2 separate regions of the Anser cygnoides genome follow, and region 2 is linked to region 1. Evidence: chromatin contacts called from public Hi-C data. All regions are on one chromosome and are shown on one strand. Each heading gives the region's core, a stretch centred on a gene start, on an enhancer-like site or on the middle of the called end of the contact. The rest is flanking DNA. Distances are from core to core; before and after follow the strand shown.

Region 1 (5,546 bases), core at 2,050-4,549:
TAAATGTAAAACTAATGTGATGTTTCTCCAATATTAATTAACTTGTTTCTAAAATCAAACTGAAGATCTTTTAGCCTACTGGGTGGGAACAAAAAACAAAAAAACAGTCTTGACTCTCTCAAGTTGCATTTGGTTATCTTCTGAGTGCTGCCCTACCCAGTCTGCTTGGCTGCCCAGCCCACTGTATAGTGTTCTGGAACGTAATTTCTTACTTAAATGCGTCAGAGCTGATGATGGGGCAAACCATAAAATGACCTCGTTGTACAGCGTTACCAGTTGCTGAAGACTTGCTCAGATAAAGCGTTGCGGGAATATCCTGCACCTGGAAAAGGTTGGACGTGGCTCTGGCATTGATCTAATAGGTTGCCAGAGTACAATAACTGGAAGGCAGCAAGCCAGCTAGCTGCCGATCCTTCTGGCAGCTTTTAATCTATTTATGTTTGTTTGAGAGACTTTTGCCCTTGAGTGTGCTTTGGCAAAGATTTTGCAATGATAAGTAGGATTTGCTCGATACTGGCAGAGTTTCAAATGTAAGTAACCCAATGTTGCAAGTACATAATCTGTTGCTGAATCCTGTTCCTCTTGTTTTTCCCTCGAATCTGCCCTTTTCTTTGCTAATTTGTTACACGTAATAGTAAACACTTCTCCACATAACTGGTCACGAGCTCCCAAGGTGTGAAATGCTAACAGGAAGAGACCTAGAGATTCTGTGATCTTCCTGTATGTATTAAGATGAAGCTGAAGTATTCATTGCTGCACAGTCAGAATTTCTCTTCCAGCTGATATTGCCAAAGTACTCCAACTTTCAAGGAAGAAAGGAGGTGGCTCAGCTGCCGGGGGGTTGCTTTAAGGAACTGCTTAATTTTAAAAGCTGCGGTGATCCAGCATTCACCTTCTTACTTGACTGAGAGTCTCATTCTAGCTCTCCCTTACCATTTGGCAGGCGTACCTGCTGCTAGAGAGTGCAGTCTGTGTTCCCCCTTCCCTACGCCTCTCCCCACAGAGCTAACCCTGCCCACAGAGCGCGGTGCTAGCTCCTGGGATGCCACACGTACGTGCAGTGGTAATGGACAAGATGTCTTCCTTCATTACCCTGAGCAGAAATCGGAATGTAATTTGCAATGTCTAATGTAAAACGTGTTTGTATTTTTTTTTTTTTAATTGAGCAGTATGATTGCAAGTTGACTTAAGTTGTTCTGAGGTACTCTTTTCAATGGTCTGCCAGTACATAATCATGAATGAAAATATTTTTTTATTGATTTTTAGGTTGTATGTTAACATTCCATTCATGTAAAATATGTACAAATATATGTAATAAATCTTTTGAAGCACAGTTTTCTTCACACTTTCAGGTGATTTTGGTTGTAAAGTATTGGATGAGGCACTGCCGTGGTGGAGCAGAGCTGCCATGTGTCTGTGCTACAGGCCAAACCGAAAATGGAGGAAGAGAAACGTGTAGACCCAGCTCGAAGGGCAGCGGGCCCTCCTGTCTGTCTGAGGCCCTGCAGGTGGGGATCTCGACCCCCGGGGCCAGCCTTAAGGCTGTCAGAGCCCCTCTGCCCCTCGTGGGGCCTGCTGCACGGCAGGCCCTCATCCTGCTAGCTCAGAGCTGGCGGCCTGCCGGTTGATGTCTCCTGCAGCAATTCTTCGCAGACATGGAGGCCTTCAAGACCAGCCAGGTCTGGAGATGGAAAATTCATGTGGGCAGCTTAAAAAACAACACAACTCAAAACCAACACAAAGCACACACGAAACTGCTCCCCCTCTTTTTTTTCATTGCCTCCAAAGGGGACCGCAGCTACCCAACTCGTCGGCGTTGCCTCCGGCGCTGCGTGCAGTGGGGTGGGCAGCTGTGGGCGCTGAAGGCCCGACCCCGTCATTACTCCACGTCTCCGGGGACCCGTGGCCCCCGCTGGAAAGCAGCGAGCCCGAGGCAGAGGAGCTGCTGGGGGAGGCGTTGGATTCCCCCCCAGTCCCAGTCAGGGAACGAGCTGTGGGTGCTCTGAGCAGAACCGGAGCGCGTTACATGCGTGGGTGGTGAAAACGAAAGGAGTTTGCCCTGCAGGCAGGAAGCACCTTCATATGGCCGCGTGTCAGCTCAACCCAGCGGGTGCTGCTCCCAGCCGGGCCATCAGCATGGTGGCAAGATGTTTCCGAGGCTGGCTGTCCTTCCTCGCTTTGCTCTGCCTGTGAGAGCATCCTTCTGGAGCGGCTGGGGTCGCTCAGCCCCTTGTTAAAGCCTGGCAAGAGTTTACAACGCTTGCAGCTCTCTCCTTGGGAGATGAGGGGTTTAATGCGTGAATTGAGTCCGCAGCAAGACAGTTGGATGTAGTTACTAAGGAACATGTTCCTATCTCTTCCTAGTGTAACTTTCTTTTTTTTTTTTCTCCTGATTGCCTTCTGGGAAGCCTGAATTCTCCTTCACTGCCAGTAATTCATACGTTTTCCTCCTCTGTCTTGGGCATGTGAAATGGGAGCTGTATTATGGGAGCAGTCGCTAATTAGTTAGCGCCGGGCTTGGCCTCGCGTCAGGAAAATCCGCTGGAAATGAGTCCGTTTCAGTAGGTGCGGGATTTGGAGTGTGAAACATAGATCTGTGGAGCCAGTTGGTATCGCGTTCACCTCACGGCTCTGCTGTGAGCCACTGTGTGTGTGCGGGGCCTGACACGGGCATGGCCAGCATTTGCTTCTGGATGTGGTGTCCCTTGAAGCAGCAAGGGGAGCAAAACTCGTGGCCAAGGAGCAAGGAGGGAGCAGGGAGGGTCTCCTTCAGCAGCTGCAGCTAAACAGGGATGTTTTCTCTCCCCTGGGGTTCTCAGTGCCCTGAGCTGAAGGGCCTCGTGCTCCTTCCAGCACTACCCGTGAGGAGCCATGTCCGTGCCCAAGCGGGTGCAGGCTGGAGCCCCGCGTGCTCCTCCAGCAGCTCGGTCACGGACCTGGCCCTGTGCCCCCTTGGGGGGAGAGGTGCCCACGTCCAGAAAGGTGCCCACGTCCGCAGCAGGACCCTGCTCACGCCCGGACAACGGGCAGCCCTCGCAGAAGCTGAGCGGGACAGGGTTTTCCAGGCCTCGCTTAATAAAGCGTCTGTTTTCTGAGGGGGATGAGATCAGGGACGCGTGGGGGCAGGGAGGAGGGTTTGACATAAATAAATAATTGTATGAAGCCCATCGTCGGTTGACGCAAGATGACTCACTCCTCGTAAAGGCGAGAGAATAGGGGAGGCAGACGTTAAAAGCCCGGGGAAGGGCCCTCAGCTGAGCGCGGTGGGAGCTGCAGGTGCTTGGTGCCTCTCCGGGCTCAGCCCCCTGCATTTTGAGTCACGCTCTGTGTCAGGCTCCTGCCCTGCTTTTCCTTTTCACCCTGGCTACAGATTTCTTTGTCTGAACATGCGTTTAAATTTTAACCAAGACATTTGTCTCCTCCCCTCCCTTCCTCGCTGATTCTTTAAGCAGGCTTCAAATGCTAGGAAAAGGAAAGGAACAAAGTCTCTGTCTGCCCCGGACTGGCTCCGTCGCCGACCAGAAAGTCCCACCACGGGGCCATGCTGCAGTGGGGTCTCCTCCTCTGCCCCAGCGGACCGGTGGCTTGTTAGAAGGAAAGCTCAAGTCACCCGTGCCAGGATTCACATCTGCTAAATTCAGGATTAAAGAGGCTGGCAGGTAGCGGGGGCATGAACACTTGACGGCTTCATTTGTGCCAGTCCACGAGCTCCAAGTCTGCGGCTCACGAGGCTTTCGCAGCTGATTAAGTTGCTGCCTCCTGTGTGCAGGCTGAAGCCCAGGACGCAAGCGGCGGGGCGTAATTTAGTTGTTTGCAAAGGGTTTGCTAGGGCTTGAGCTCTGGTGCTCTTCTCCACAAGAGCCAGCCCGCAGAGAGGGACAGGCTCTGTGCAAGGGCTGGTTTGGTCCCGGCTGCGGTCACTCCTCTGCGCTGATGGAAGTGGCCACATTGTGGGCACCGTTCTCCATGAAGATGCCTGACTCCAGGCTCATCTGCACTGCACACAGCTGGCCGGTGGTGCTCAGCTCGCACAAAAACCATCCCTCTGTTCGCCTTCAGGCCCCTAGGGGCTGGCAGGAAGGGCTGTGTGTGAGGGCTCTGCTGTGTGGCACATCTGAGTCCCGGAGTGCACAAGGCAGCTCCCAGCCTGGCCTCCGTTTTCTTCCAGCTCGGTCCTGGTATTCTGTTTCTACCTTCTGAAGCAAGACTCAACTCTTTCATGCGCAGCTGCCGCTTTTTGCTTCTAAGAACTGTTTTTATCAGTTGAGAAGTCCGTGGCTCCACGCATGGCCGAGCAAGCGAGCAGCTCTGCTGGGCTGCCAGGGCCCCCCCCACACGCTCTGCAGCCCTGTGCTGCCAGCACACAGCAAACCCTCGTGTGTGCTCAGGGACCAGCCACCACAACACCTGGCGTGCAAGCACAGTGCCAGGGCGATGGGAGCCATCTCAGCATGGCTTCTGATGGCTGGAGACACAGTTCTAGCACCCAGCTAGCACACGAAACTCTCAGCGACTCATCCTTTCCCAAAGCGCTGGCGGTGTGTGACCAGAGTGTGAAACCACGGCGTTGCAACGGATCTCTCAAGGGCTGCTGTGTTATCCCATCACTGCCAGTGCTTGCACGCCGCTCGCACCGGCCAAACACGCGTGGTGCACGCTCCCACCAGCAGGAGTTCACCCCAGCAGTGCGTGGAGCACAGCGTGCTCCTGCAGCAGGCCTGGCAGCAGAGCTGCTGTACGTACCCCTGAGTCGCTCGAGGTTTCCTTCAGTGCTGTGACCGGGCTGCACTCGCTGCCTCAGCGGTCCCTTGTGAGCACCCTTCTCCAGCTGTGACAGCTCTTCGCTGGCTTCGGCAGCCAGAATTAGGCTGTCACGTTTCTGTCTTGAGCTAGCCAAGTGTCTGCTTGACACTGCTTCAGCAAAGCCAAAGAACTTGCAGGCAGCCTGTTGGAGTTCTTTAAAAAGCTGTTTATTATCACAGCAGACAAGTAGAAAAAACATAATGCTGCATACAGAGAACGTCTTCACAAATTACAAGCAAGTCTTAAAAAAGTTACAGTTGTGTCTGTGTTCCAGTAAACATGGCTCTCGCTGCAAACCGCAAAGGTGTTGATCAGAAGCTCCCTGCAAGTAGTCTGGTAAGACTACAAAGAAAGAAATGCAGACCCAAGTGCTGTGCCAACAAAGGAGGACACTCAAGCAGCCCCCGAGCAGTTTCGCCAGCCCCAGCATCCCAGAGCTGTGATGCGACTTGGGAGCAGGGTGGTGGGAAACCTCTCAGTTGTCAGAGCCAGACTCAGCTGGACCCAGACCTTTGGGCCAGCCCAGAAGAACTCTTGCAACCTGAAATCTTCCCTGAAACCAAGGGGGTGTGACTGGCACGGGAAACAAGCAAATAATTCAATGATTAGAGCAAACTGGGAGCACTCTGCCAACACAGGCAAGTGACAGCTCTGGGGAAGGCCCTTCTCGCCCCGGTGTCTCCTCCCTTCGTAAGATAAACCATGAACAAGATTTTGACGAGGCGCACAGGTGTCTGATTTGT
Region 2 (5,546 bases), core at 1,396-3,895, 62 kb before region 1:
GCCTGTCTAAACCAGTATTTTTTCCAGTATCCTGGACAAGGAACAAGGTTAGTTCCTATTTCATGCTTATTTAATTATGAATAAGATTCCCTAGATATGTTTCTACAGGAATAATAACAGCATTCATCCACGTAGGCCCGTGGAAGTTAATTTTCATACAACTATGTACTTTCTGCTGAGTCCCAGAGATCTATGGAAATTTGGTCAGCAGCAATATGTTCTGCTTTCTCTTTGCACTGTTTCCTCTTGCCAATGATTATTTTCTGTGCTGGGTAGGAAATTGAAAATTTTATGCAAACTACTTCTGGAGCATATTAATGAACAAATGTGTGGAAGCTACAGTGCCAGGTACTTGCCTCTACAGGACTTAGTGCTTGTAGAGTCATTTGTTAGAAGAAACATTAGTTTGAAAACCTAACTGTACTATTGGCTATAGAGAGCAACTTTCCATAGGCAGAAGAAATTCTATTCAATCATTTATAAGAGGGACCAGGAAGGATGGAGGGGAGAAAGCTGGCTCAGAAGCATGCCACATCGCTTTTCTAAAGATGTAGGCATTCTCTGAGGTAAGTATCCTGTTTAGATTCACACTTGATAGTGAGAGATCTGCAAATGTTAAACTTAAATGCCTGAAATGCATGGAAGCCAATGGAAGAAAAGAAAGAAAATCACATCTGAGTGGGAATATCCCTGCTCTCTGAGAAGGAGACAGAGCTGTCCTGCTGTTGTGACTTGCTTTCTGCAGCTGACTTCTCTTCTATGAAATATTCTGTGCTGTTAAAGGTAATTTGCTGACTGTAACACTGAATAACTCTTTGGATGTCTTGAGGGCTTTTTTTCCCCCCATAGGCTTTACTATTTAATTCTAAACTGAATAAAAGGTTAGTCATAGCCAAATAAAATCTGTATTTAATACCTGCTCAACTCTTAGAATCACTGTAAGGAAATTACAGACGGTACTGTGGTACTGTCTAGCAATGCAGTATTTTCAAAATGCTGTTTATCCTACCAGCCAGCTTCACTACTACTCACTAGTGGGAATTTTAAGAACTCCATGAATCTATTAGCACATTGTCCTCTAAACCTTCTCCAATAGGGCTAAACATGCAATGAGCATTCTGTGAGTGGCAGAAATTATCAGTCACAGCGGCAACATCCTTTCCCCATCTGGATTCTTGGGATCAAGCAACTACTCCTATTGTAGCTTTTCCTTCTGTGGGAACATTAATAGGACCTCTGTCATGTAGAAGGTAGTTCTGAATGACTGGTTGCTTCCTATATCGTTGGCATCTCTGAGAGATTTGGCTCAAGCTGTCCAAGGGTTTCAAAAGGAGCTAGCGGTATAGCAGATAGAACGACCACACTTTCTTTTTTTTCTTTAGGAAACTGAGCTAGAAAGTGTCCATGCTTGGTCTACCTTGGGGTATCTGCCCCTGCTAGCAGAGACTGCAGCTCATCATTCACAAGCAGGGATGGCATAGCATGGGACAGCACATTATCGACCCCAGCTCTGTCGGGGAACAATCTGTTCATGAGACAGCTGTGGAATTGCTGCCTTGTACTGAAACCAGCAACAGTTTACAGCAGGATCTTCTAAACAGGGTTCGGATTACTCACAAAGTGGCTCAGCCATCCAGGAAACTGGTGCGGGAATGAGTAGTTAGTGTTGGTAACCTCCTCCTCCATCCCAAGCGGTGGTACCTCTTGCAAACTGAACTGTGAGCTGCAGTAATGTCAAAATAAATAAATAAATCATAGAACCATAGAATCATTAAGGTTTGAAAAGACCTCCAAGATCAGCTGGTCCAACCACCACCCTACTACCAGTGTCACCCACTAAACCATGTCCCTAAGCACCAGGTCCTGCTGCACGCAGCTGTAATGGAGATGGGGAAAGGAGGGGGAAAAGGGAGGCCTCTGCGCCTATTCGCGTCTGAGAGCGAGCGTTCTCAGAAGCAGCAGAGTAATGCTTTGTATATGAATTAAGGTGCTGATCTCTTTTGCTGTGTTAATTGTAAAATACCATGGGTGCCGTGCCGTGGTGATCTCGGCGTGAACGCAGCTGGAAACGCTACCGAGACTGCGGGGCCGAGTCCCGGGGTGGTGTGTAGCACTGCTCCGCGGCGACATACCGCACCTGACGGCAGGCAGCAACCCGTAAAAACAAGCAGCTCACCCCGGACGACTGGTGGCAGGAATCACGCTTGTACACATTCAAGGCACACGACGCTCAGCATCACGTACCGGTGAAGAACAAAGCAACATTTTGCCTCGAATTGTTCCGCGGTGAGCAAACGGAGCCTGTTACCCCCAGGGGAACAATTCACAGGGCCAGCCCTTGGGGTCAGTCCCTGCCCGGGCACAGCTCTTGGGGATAACAAGGGGAGTTTTCCTCAGCCGGCCGCGGCCCCTTGGGGGGGGGGGGGGGGGCTTCGGGGTGCGTGAGGCGGCGGCTGCTGAGGGGAGCAGAGTCCCGGCGCGTGGAGCCGGCCCCCACGCTCCCTCCCCGTCGCCGTGCCCGTCCCGCCGCCCGGTGCCGCCCCCAGCATGGCGACACACGGCGGAGGAGCGGCTGCGCCGCCGTGCCCGCCCCGTCCCGCCTCCCTCGCCACAGGCACACGGCGCTGGGCGGGCGGCCTCGGGGCCGGCGCTGCTGCCGCCGGTGCCCCCCTCAGAGCTCGGCGGCGGAGGATGGCGGCGGTAGCGGCAGCGGGGACGGCAGCGACAGCAGCAGCAGCAGCAGCAGCAGCGGCGGCGGGTCCGTGCCGCCGCTCTGGGGGAGCCAGCGCCGTGCCGAGCAGCTCATGGTGGCGCCGCGGAGCCGCGAGCAGCGGCCGCGCCGGGGCCGCCCGCTGAGCCGGATCGCGGCGGGCGGCTCTCCCCTCTCCGCGCCGAGCCGCCGAGCTCGCCCTCTCCCCTCCCCGCGCCTCGCAGCGCCCCCGCCGGGGCCGGACTCCCAGCGCCCCCGGGAAGGCGGCGGCGGCGGCGAAGGGCAGCGGCGGGACCATGGGGGCGAAGCAGAGCAGCCCGACCGCCGCCAACGGCCGCACCCGGGCGTACTCGGGCGGGGACCTGCCCTCCTCCTCCTCCTCCAGCAGCGGCGGCGGCGGCGCTAACGGCACCGGCGGGCGGGCGGCGGGCGGCGGCGGGCGGTCCGCGCACCTGGCGGCGCCGGCGGCTCCTCACGCCGCTCCCGGCGGCTCGGCGGCGGCAGCGGCGGCCTCGGGGGGAGCCGCGGGGTCGGCGCCCCGCAGCCGGTCCCTGGGAGGCGCCGCCACCGCCGCGGGGGCCCGCGCCGCGCAGTCCGCCTTCAGCATCCCTCACAGCAGCGGCCCCTACGGCTCGCAGGACTCGGTCAGCAGCACCCCGGAGGAGGGCGGCCGGGAGCGGGCCCCCGGGGGTGGTGGTGGTGGCGGCGGCGGAGGAGGCTCCGGTGGTGGCTCCGGTGGTGGCTCCGGGGGGCCCCGGCTCGTCATCGGCTCGCTGCCCGCGCACCTCTCGCCGCACCTGTTCGGAGGTAAGGGCACGGGGCGGGGGGAAGCGCAGCCTGCCTGGCCGGCGGCTCGGGGCTTTAATCGGTGCCTGTGTAAATACTCTTGCCTGCTACTTACATAATTAGAGTTTAATTGGATCATGTGCCTCCGCCGTTTATTCTCAAACCGGCCCCGAACACTCTCTAGGCACCGGTTGGTATCAGCTCGTTCCTCTTTTGGAGTTCTCGGCCCTGAGGAAGGCGAGGGAAAAGAGAAGTTCAAAAAGTTTCTGCATTTATTTCCCCCCCTCTAAAAGAGGAGAGCGGCTGGGCAGCAGAGCTGTCCGCGGCTCCGAAGAGCCGCCTGCAGAGACGGGACCGCGTGGTGTCGAGGCAGGAGGCGAAGCCGCTCTGAATTCACCAAAAAGCAGGGGCCCTCTAAAGACTCACACTAAACCCAGAGCGAGTTGTAGCGGTCTTTTTGTCTTTCCTGCGATGTTTAGATGAATAGCGCTGGTGGAAGGCTTGCGTTTCACCACCTGGGTTCTTTACCTTGAAGTTAAAAACCTGCACGGAAGTTGCTGACTGCTTTCGGTACTGCTTATTTAAAGGTTATTGTTCATACAAGTCAAACATTAAGGTCCAAGGTGACCTCTTTTTAATGGATTCACTCTTTCCATAAATCTAATGCATATCAGAGAAGATATGCGTTATAACCTGTCTAAATACCAACCAGCCTCAAAAAAAAAAAAGCTTTATTTTTGGAAGGTGGGGGGTTAATGTGTAATTCCCCCATTGTTGTATTCCAATTAATGGATTTGTCAATACTGTCTGTAGCGGACTGGGTTTTCGTCTCTGCTGTAACACGACCTGTTGGTAGCCAAGGCTAGAGTGCCTTCGGTCTGAGCCTTGCGGGGAGCGCAGGGCTGCTGTCACGTGCCTGCCACCATCCATCGCTGGTGTGCTGACCTGGAGACATCAGAGCTGTTATTTCCTAGGTCTGAAACTGTCTCCTCCCAGTGCACTGCTTGGACATAACAGAGAGCTGTCAAGCCCTATCATAATAAAGGAGTATTTGCCCTTAAGAGAGAAAACAACTGTTCTCATAGTACCAAGCTGCCGAATAGTAGTGCTTTGTTGCAGGGGTACTCGCTATACCATCGCCATAGCTTGCGGGAAGAAGGTACACGCGTTTCTTTCAGTGATGAAAGGATGCCCTATCACTGACTTGTGCAATTTGTACTAAGCACAAGGGAATCATTAAAACGTGTAGGCAGTTGTTGCTCAGAGGAAAAACTTCATTTTTTCTCCCTGCTTAACTGTTGTCTCACAACCCAACTTGCTGCAAGGAGGGACTGGATTAAATGTGAGTGCACACACAAGGAGCAGCAATCTAGGAAACTGTTCAGAAGCAGGAGGGTCTCTTCAGGGTAACTCTGAACTTGATTATGCTTTTCTATGACAGGTCATAATGTGTTAATTGCTGTACGTACAGCATATGTACGTACAGCACAGTTTGTATGTACAGCATATTTTGTCTTTCACAAATCTCTGAAATTGGAATGTTAAAAAGGATATGGGCTGAGATGATGCAGAGCTTGTTGCTTCTGTTGGTGCAGGAAAAGCACCAGGAGAGGCGCATGCTCTTCATCTACTCACTAATAAATAAGGAATGCCATATGTTGGGGTTTTGGATAGCAAGTGTTAAAATGCATTGTCCTTTGGTGGTCATGAGATGATCGTAAATCATCTAGTTTTGTGTTCTAAAAATCTTAGTATTTCCTATCAGGATGAGTAGCTGTTTAATCATAATACTGCAATACTTGTGGAAAAAAACCTCACTTGAAACACTATTTTTCCTTCAATTTAAATGTTCTGTAATATCAGTGATACAACTCCACATCACGTTGAATGTAGGCATCCTGATATAGTTGCATGCTTTGTGTCTTCTAGATTCCTCATAACAACTAGTGCTTGGAATGAGTAGCCCCACTGAAGATCATAAATTGGTAGCATCAGCATGATGAAAAATAACTTCAAGGATTGTTTTTGTCCTGATGGTAACTAGCTCAAG

What was found. A called contact is a pair of places that touch in the nucleus more often than the background predicts.
Region 2: a contact with region 1 is called in a Hi-C map of liver, with 2.7 times the contacts expected there. The contact joins the promoter of ZNRF2 here to the enhancer-like site in region 1. A contact is called at or near these places in 5 of 7 Hi-C or Micro-C datasets (fetal liver, granulosa cells and liver).

Annotation. Positions count from the first base shown.
Region 1 is chr2:45,029,479-45,035,024 of Taihu_goose_T2T_genome, reverse strand. It overlaps NOD1 (nucleotide binding oligomerization domain containing 1), which reads right to left. Exons shown (of 11, transcript XM_048078005.2): 11 at 4,949-5,546. It overlaps ZNRF2 (zinc and ring finger 2), which reads left to right. Exons shown (of 5, transcript XM_048077988.2): 5 at 1-1,333. Among named protein-coding and RNA genes, the nearest start is that of NOD1, 30 kb to the right of the region's middle. Within about 2 kb of position 3,299, at least 3 of the 3 cell types and tissues checked have open chromatin away from gene starts, as enhancers often do. A contact at or near this core is called in fetal liver and liver, where this site is marked.
Region 2 is chr2:45,091,061-45,096,606 of Taihu_goose_T2T_genome, reverse strand. ZNRF2 (zinc and ring finger 2) reads left to right here and starts at 2,645. Exons shown (of 5, transcript XM_048077988.2): 1 at 2,645-3,517. The coding sequence starts at 3,007. It overlaps LOC106046650 (a long non-coding RNA gene), which reads right to left and starts at 2,453. Exons shown (of 4, transcript XR_010829245.1): 1 at 2,245-2,453; 2 at 1,618-1,723.